Linked DNA regions of Anas platyrhynchos: region 1 is linked to region 2. The links are chromatin contacts, called in public Hi-C maps. All regions are on one chromosome and are shown on one strand. The core of a region is the stretch at or near the end of the contact, and the rest is flanking DNA. Distances in the headings are between cores, read along the strand shown.

Region 1 (4,112 bases), core at 328-2,827, 39 kb after region 2:
GAGCAAAATTGCAGACATCAGCCCCACCATCTTTAAGGACACGGTGGTAGTACAGAGGCTGTGTCCACAAAGACAAAAAGAGCACTGAGACCGATCGCTCTTGCAACTAAGAATTTTTGAATATTTAAGAATATTTAGAAAATGTGGATCATTGTAGAGCTGTTTTCTAATTAAAAATTGGTCTAAGGAACATATAGGTTTTGAGGCCTTCTACCTATGGCTGAATTTTGCTCATCATAACTCCATGTAAGCAGTGATATTTGTAAGTTATTTTAAAAACAACTTCTCAGTAAATATGTATGCATTATTTCTCTTACAGCAGGAAATTATTTAGGTTTATTACTGGAATTAATGCCAAAATGAATTCTTATCTTCACAAGTTTTGCTCTCTATGCTTAATTGAATACATCCGCAGTATGACAACAACAAAAATCAAATAGAAAATATAATATCATCAATGTTTAGGAAGGATAATGCAATTTCTATGAAGACGTTTGCACTGAAATTAATTACAGTGACAGGCACTATGGAGTTCAATACTAAATTAATTAATATTGAATGCATACAACATTTATGATGATTTAAGAGTGAAGGTGATAAAACTGATATTCGGTGATTATTAGTGTAGAAACAAAGCAGAAAAGCAACAAAATAGAAAAACATGAGGCAAAAGTGTGTGTTTGTGAGTACTCCGACAGAACTTGTTGCATTTTGTCATGGAATCATAGAATCATTAAGATTGGAAAAGCCCTCCAAGGAGGGCCAGCCATCCCCTACCACCAACGTCACCACTAACCCATGTCCCCAGGCACCACGTCCAACCTTTCCTCGAACACCCCCAGGATGGAGATTCCACCACCTCCCTGGGCAACCCGTCCCAGTGCCTGACTGCTCTTTCTGAGCAGAAATGTCTCCTCATTTCCAACCTGAACCTCCCCTGGTGCAACTTGAGGCCATTCCCTCATGGAAGTATCTGTCGTCAGGCTCCTTTCAAGAATAAAAAGCTAAAGAAATAACTTACTACCTAAATAAACACTTTGGAGCTGAGTGAAAAAAAATGAGCGTGTGATTCACCACAGCTAACACATGCTGATGTATGGCTAAGGCATATGCAGAAAATAATAATAAAAAAAAGTGTTGAGGTGCACTTAAAAAAATAAACTTAAAAAACACAGCATGGTAGTAAACAGTACGTGAAACATCCCTGAGAACTAATGTTTATTTACAGATCACTTAATATTGTGGACATTTACGTTAAACTTGTACAACTACGCCCCAGTAGACACGAGGCAGTATTATCAGCCACTGAATTTCCAGTTGGGCCACACGTGTTCTTATAAACTGTTGTGTTTTGGTTTTTTTTTTTGTCACCGCTTTAGAAGTAAATTGTTTAAAAGACGGGAACTGAGGGGAGCCGGGAGCCCGCGCTCCGCCTGAGGGGAGGGCGCGGCGCGCGCCCCGCCCAACGGTCGCCGCTCAGCCGTTGGGCGGGGCGCGCGCGCGTCCCCCCCCCTCCCGCTCCCTCCTTCCCCCCCCCCTCCCTCGGGCCCCGCCCTCTCCCCCTCCCCGCCCGCCGTCGCTGCGGAAGAAGCCGCCGTGTCGGGCGCCGCAGATTCGCCATAACCCGCCGCTCGGCTAAGCCTCACCCCCCCACCACCCACCGCCCCTAAATCCATCAAAATAATTTTATTTATTTATTTATTTTAAAGCAGGGAGGCCCGCGGGGCTCCGTCTCGGAGCGATTTTTATTTATTTTTTATTATTATTATTTGGGTCCTTCCGTTTCCCGACGAGGCCGCGGCGTTGGGGTTTCAGTCAGCTCGCAGACCCCCCCCCCTTACCTCACCTCCCGCCGCCCCCAGCCCCTTTCCCCGCCCGGTGATGGAGGCTGCGGCTGCAGGTGAGCGGGGCCGGGGCCGGGCCGGGCGGGGGAGCGCGCACGGAGCCACTGACAGGGGCCGAGCGCTGAGGGAAGGGGGAAGAAAGTAGTCCCGGCCGCGTACCCCTCCGCGTGTGAAAGTAGTCCCCCGAGGAAGGCGGGCAGCCACCTCCCCTTACCCACTTTTAGCAGCCATCGTGTTGCCGCTGAGGGCAGTGGGGGGCCGGGGATGTTCGAGAAGGGTCGGGGAGCAGCGGGGTGCAGCGCGGAGCAGTGGGGCGGCGGAAGGATAACGCGCTGCTGAGGTGCTGCGGCTCTGAGGGGGCCGCTGGGGGAAGGGGCGGCTGAGGCACGGCGCGTCCTGAAGCGGCCCGGGGCTGCGCTCGGCATCTCCTTGGAGCTGCTGTGCCCCCCGTATTCAGCGGGGTGTGATCGTTAAAGCTGCGTTCTGTCACCTCAGCCCTTCGTGTGTCGGTCAGGGGTTTGTGGGGAATTTACGTGCGGAATCACAGAGACGTTACGAGACCTCTGAGATCATCTGGTGCAACCATCCCCCTGCCACCAGCATCGCCAATAAACCATGTCCCCAAGAAGTGAAGTTGCGCAGAAGTGACAGCCAAAATAATATTGTGTATGTGCTGTCTGCATTTCACAACCCTGTGTTTGTTGTATGGGTTTGTGAGGTGATGTCGCAATGCTTTAATCCCGGTTAATTGCCCTGTAGACTGACATTTGGCTTTCAGCTGTCATTCCTGGAGATGAATTTTTAATTGATATTTAGAATCCCAAATTATTTCTGGCTCGCCTGGACAGTGTTCATAGACAGCATAGCTCAGAATTTTATGCCAGAGAGGGAACAGGAGAATAACTTGAATCTAACCAGTGGAATACCCAACAAGTGTTGTGTTGCTTAAGTACTGTTTTGTAAAAGCATTCCAAGACCACTTTATATTGTCTCAGCAAGAGCAGTCAGGCACCGGGACGGTTTGCCCGAGGAGGTGGTGGAGTCACCATCCCTGGGGGTGTTCAAGGAAAGGTTGGACGTGGTGCTTGGGGACAGGGTTTGGTGGTGACATTGGTGGTAGGGGGATGGCTGGACCAGTTGATCTTGAAGGTGTTTTCCAGCTTTAATTATTCTATGATTCTGTGATTTAGATGGGAAACTAATTCTATTACTAAAAATAATAATTTTTCATTTACTCAAGCACATTTGTCTTAATAAAAGTAGTGTTGTTAGAGTAGTTGAACCCAGAACTGCTGTGAGTGGCCAGTGCCCAATAGGTGCTGCACCCAAAGTGAGCATTTCCTTTGGGTGTGCTTCCAGAAGCCAGGTTCAGAGCATTTCAGCCAGGGCATCCTGAAAGTGATGGCCGAGTGCATCCTCTTCGCTCATTCTCTGAGGTTCCACATGTTTGGGGTATTACAGTACCTTGCCCTAATGTTTTTGTTGGGATTCCTGCAGTATTGCATTTAATCACATGAGGGCGATCTTAGAACGTTAAACAAGACCAAGTCTTTATGGATATGTATCTTTTTAAATGATGGAAAAGCTATTTTGTTTATATATTTGATAAATTGATTATTCAGGTAAGATTCTTCCCTTATTATTTTTTCATACAGAGCCATTTGTGGAGAAAACTTGTTGCCTTTATTAGTGGTCTAAACTTGTTAATAGAAGATCCCTTTTAATCCAGTCCTGAATTTGTATTCTAGGCAACTTAAGTATGTGTAGGTGGTGTCTTCTTTTGAAGAACTTTACAAATACTTCTGGAAAAAAAAAGTTACAGAAAGCTAGCGTGTGTAGAAACTAATAAAAATCTGTATGCTTGTATCTGCCGTCATGGGTTAAACATCAGTAGTTTTAAAGTCAGATTTCTTTTGACAAACCTAGTAATGCAGAGGTTAAATACAGTGCTTTTGGGTTTTGTGAGGATGTGCTTCAGACAAGGAAGAGGGGTAAGAGCCTTGTGCGTTTTCCCTGTTGGGGCAGCTTCATGACGAGGCAGGTTCTGCTTTCTGGTGATATCTTGGACAGCTCTGAAGCAAGTCGATGTAATTTGGAATACTCAGTCTGTTGTAACTCACGTTAACCACCTGAAGCTGTTGCATCTGTCAAAAGGCAGTACCGCAGCCTGTTACTCCTTTCTTTCTCTACCTCTTTATTGGAGATGATGATGTGAAATCATTATGTCAAATATTTCCAAGGCTTTGTGTACCACATTGCTATCACTAC
Region 2 (4,494 bases), core at 690-3,189:
GTACGTACAGGTCCCTTCCCACTTAAGACTTTTATTGAAAACTTTTAATTTTTTTAGGAGAGAAAAAAGGAGATCAGCGCAGTTAATATATTCCTGAACTCCTAGCACGGAAGCTGCTGGTGTAAATCATAAAGCCAGATGGAGTTTGAAGCGCCTGTCATGTACAGCGTCGGAAACGAACGTTCCTGATACTAATAAAAGGGCCAGATTGGGACTGCATAATTAATCCCTTTTCAACACATGATAAGGTTTGGCCACGGCAGTCGGAGAGCTGCTGGAGATAACATGAGGCAGAGGATTGTTTGCCTAAAATAAAAATACCTACGTGGTTATTCTTATAAATGTACGTATTTTGGGGTGATTAGTACCCATATTAGGACTCATAGCACTGTTTAAATGGGAGGATAAATGTGAATAGCAGCTGATTTGGGCTTGAATCTATTTCCTGGCTTAAATATCTACATAACTACATTTATATACATGAATTATGGATGTAAATAAATTATATTTAAGACAGGAAATGTATAGCGATTAGTTCTTTGAAGAGTTGCATAGCAAAGCCTGCTCTCCATTGGGGTCTCCTTGAGATGCAGTGACTGGTGAGCCCCGGGGAGCAATCTTGCAATTAAGGTTGTTCAGGGTACGTCTCGGTGACCTGGCAGAAGTGTGCAGGAAGGTGCTAAAAAAAAGTGCTCGTGAGCTGGTACAGTGCCTGTGCTGGAGGCAGCCAGGAGGAGGAGTGGGCAGGTGGTGCAGAACAGGTGAGCGATTGGATTGAGAGCAGGCTGAATAGACTTCGCAGCCGCCTGTGCTGTTTGCATTTGTGGTTTGGTTAAGTGATAGGGATTTTTTTTATGATCTGTGCAAAGGAAAAGTAAAATCCTGAGCTGGCACCGTAGGTAGCGGTGGAAGCATGGCTGCTGGGATGAATGGGATGGTCATCGCTTTAGGAGCTGGGAGAAAACAGGTATAAAACCTGGTTCATACCCTTCACCTGCAAGTTTATTCAGATTACTTTGGCACGTGTAATACAGAGTATTAAGAAAACACTCAAATCGTAGTGCCTGGATAATGCAGATTTGCTGCCTGATGACAGATTGTTCTGCAGAAGTCTAGAGACTGCAAGGCCTGTCTGTGCCACTTCGATTGCTTAATTTACCCAGTTGGTTTGAAAACTCCCTAGACCAGAATACTGCCCGAGTGCGCATTGCCTAGCGCCCTGATCTCTGCCAGATTGTTGCTTGGAGGCACTAGGACAAAGGGATGGCTGTAGGGAGGGATGGTAGATCCCTTAACCCTTAGCGTTGTGCTAGGTGTTATAATAAAAAATATCCAGAAGCAGAAACGCTGTCCCCACCCCTGTTGTTGCTTCAGGAAGTTTATGGTATCAGTTTCTAATACTAATAAGGGCCTGCAGGTGTAAGAGGATCCACTGAGATCCTGGTGATGTGCCTAGCAGTAACTTCAGTAAGGCAACAGCAATCTTGATCTTTCCTTTTAAATATCTGCCTCAATGTTCCTGCTTTTTTTCTTTTTTAGGGATCGATAAGTTACACCAGCTGTGAGCTGGTCCAACTGGAGAATGCCCTACTAACAAAAGGGCATTGCTCTGTCTAAGCTGGCACTTAGCAGGAGCACAAGCCTTGCAGATTACTTGGTACAGATAAGTTTTCTATGATTGAAGTTACTCTTCTTGGAATATCAGTTTGCTCCTTGGATGCTGTCGTCTTACAATGCCTTGGTCTGAATGATGCCAGTTAAGAGCTTGACTGCACGGGAGGGCAGAAGGTCTCCGTTTCTGCAGAACCAAAGGTTAGAGAGATAAAGGAGAAAGATTAAAATATTCACAAGAAATGCCCTAGCTAAGATCTGTTTCCTGTCTGGGGGCATATTGGATCCTGTGGGAATGAGGAAGCTAAACTACTGAAGGGCTGTTAAATTCCGATGTTTCACACTGAATCAACACTGCATTAGATAAGGAAGTGCTATTAATGGCATTTGTAAGAGCGCTGGCATTTCTATAAAGAATATAGAAATAAAACAAGTTAGTCCAAACCAGATCTTTCTGCTGTGTAAGAGCTGTGTGGAGAGTGAACGCTTGAGGCTTGAGATGAGTATAATAAATCAAAATGCCAGATGAACCTCAGAGGACTTTCTCCATCTATTCACTTCATTGTTTTCTTTGCAGATACAGCACAGCTCAGCCAAATGCAGGGTCATCATTGTTCTGGTGCTCAAAGTGTTTTCTAAACGTTTTTGAAGACTGAACTCTTTTCTTTCTGTGCGTTGTCTTAAGCTGTTCAGTGTATTGCTTGGCTTGTTTAACGCACAAACTTGAGGGTTTTTACATGCAGAAGTCACGGTGAGAGCCCACAGTTTGGGGTGAGTAGTGAGATGCGTTGTGTTGTTGTTGATAATCTCCAGAAAGGACTCGAATTTGTACCTTCTGGAAACTACTACTGTTTCCCAAAGCTGATGCTTGGCAACAGCAGATGCCCTGCTGACCCTCTGCGGCTTGGCAGAAAATGCTCCTGTGCGTGTGAGCTTCCTAAGCATACATCCCAGGGTACTGACTGCTCAGGGCTGCTGGCACCGTGTGTTTGCATAAGAGGGAAACAGAGGACAGAGTTGGTTAGTAAAATAGAAATTGGAAGTAAAAGGGGAAATCAGAACAGATGGAGAACTCTGCTCTTGCATTTAATGGTGACCTTTCTAGCTGTTCAGCTGCTGTTACCTGGAATTTCTAAGATGTGTCTCAGATACTGGACATGGAGTGCTTAGAGCAAAAGCTTCATGTCAGTGTTAACTTCGGGTAGCTTTTGGTTAAGTATATTTTTTCTTCTTAGCTTCTTTTCTTTGTTTCTTGTACTTACTGGTGCTTTGGCTGCAGCTGCAGAAGTTGTTCGTGGCTTTTCCTGGAGATGGGCACCTCCATGCTTAAAGGCAGGTTTTTTTTCTTTTTATTCATATTCATGCTGCTGAGTGGTCCATGTTTGACATGCATCATCCTTTTAAAATGTTCTTACAACATCCTCATGTGTACTTAGTGTAATGTGTTTTGTTAACCTCCTGGTTTCCGAGAGCGTGTCTAGCTTCCTGTACAGGGCACATGTCAGCAGTGCTAATAATATATCATAAAACCTACTGATAACTGATCTGATCACGTATGGACCATGCTTATAAATAAATGCAACTCCCAAAGCAGTACATTGAGGGGCAACAACGAGGAAAAACGCTTATCTAAAATTAGTATTTTGGAGACTTAACCATTAAAACTTTTCTGAGTAATCACTTCTAGAAGGATAACTAAGCACATTTTTTTTTTTTTTTTTTTTTTTTTTTTTTTTTTTTGCCAAATCAGGTTAAGACAAGAAACCCAGCTAACTCATTTTTAATATTAGTTTCAGACGGGACTGTCTGCTATCTGGGGAGAGGAAGGCAGTGTTTTCAAGAATGTTTCTCCTGATGGCAGCTCTGTGAGCCTAATTCTCCAGTCTCTCTGTAGGTCAAGGACACCTCCATTTTCACACAGCCCTTTGCTGTGGGATAACTAAGCTGTCTGCTGACAGGATCAGGCACGTTGGGGTGGATTCAGGTCACTGGAACACCGGGAATGTTCTGGTATCGGGGAAGCTAATTCTTCTGCAACCTGTCCCTCATCTGTTCCCAAGGTATCCGGGGAATGCTTCAAGGAAATAGCAAGGAAAGTTAAGGTGATGCTGAGAGCTTTATGAAGATGGGTGTGCTGTGTCTGGAGGCTTTCTAGAGGAAAAGAAGGCTATGACACTGAACAGAGCTTGCAGTGTTCAGAACTTGAATCAGCTGTGAGATAAGACAGATTCTTCTAACAAGGAAACTTGAGAAACTTTCTTTGCTTAAAATACCCAGCTGTTTACTTTGTCTCTTTCCTCTCTGATTTTTTAATTTCTCTGTAACTTGTCAAGTGGCTTGCCACAGCTGATCCGATGCTTTTAATGCAATTAATTACAAATGGCTGTAATAGTTAATATCCTGAGCTGCTGTGTGATTAGGCATGATTGTCTAATCTGGCATTTTGCATTTGATTTCAGTCTGTATGATTGCTTTGGGCTCAAAAGCCTAATCTAACTTTTATAATGTGTTGGGTTTTTTTTGTTTTTTTTTTTCCAGTTTGAATTTGGTGACCAAATGACTCGTCTTGATAAGCACCCTGCCCCAGGATCTGTTAACCTGGTGATTCAGTTAAAAGGCAGGCTGTGCCAAATATTAACCAGAAGCAATAAAACCTCAGGAAAGAGAAATGAATCAGTGTACTTAACCAGCCTCGGTTCTAACAAACTGAAGTTGTGATTTTGAGTGTTAACATGAAGCTGCATACTAGAGTAGCAGGAAGAACTGCTGGATTATTTGCCTTTCTTTCTTACACAACACAAGTTTCAGCGTGAACTTCCTTATCGTTGTGGTTGATATCTGATTTCTTGCTTATATCTAAATTTTACAAAGGGGACCTGTGTT

Evidence for each region. A called contact is a pair of places that touch in the nucleus more often than the background predicts.
Region 1: a Hi-C map of skeletal muscle shows a contact between it and region 2, with 2.0 times the contacts expected there. The contact joins the promoter of ZFAT here to the enhancer-like site in region 2. A contact is called at or near these places in 4 of 8 Hi-C or Micro-C datasets (liver, skeletal muscle and subcutaneous adipose tissue).

The regions. Positions count from the first base shown.
Region 1 is chr2:7,257,392-7,261,503 of IASCAAS_PekinDuck_T2T, forward strand. It overlaps ZFAT (zinc finger and AT-hook domain containing), which reads left to right and starts at 1,578. Exons shown (of 16, transcript XM_038174961.2): 1 at 1,578-1,900. The coding sequence starts at 1,882.
Region 2 is chr2:7,218,487-7,222,980 of IASCAAS_PekinDuck_T2T, forward strand. All of the region lies in intron 1 of LOC140001805 (a long non-coding RNA gene), which reads left to right. Among named protein-coding and RNA genes, the nearest start is that of ZFAT, 38 kb to the right of the region's middle. Within about 2 kb of position 1,940, at least 1 of the 8 cell types and tissues checked has an H3K27ac peak or open chromatin away from gene starts, as enhancers often do.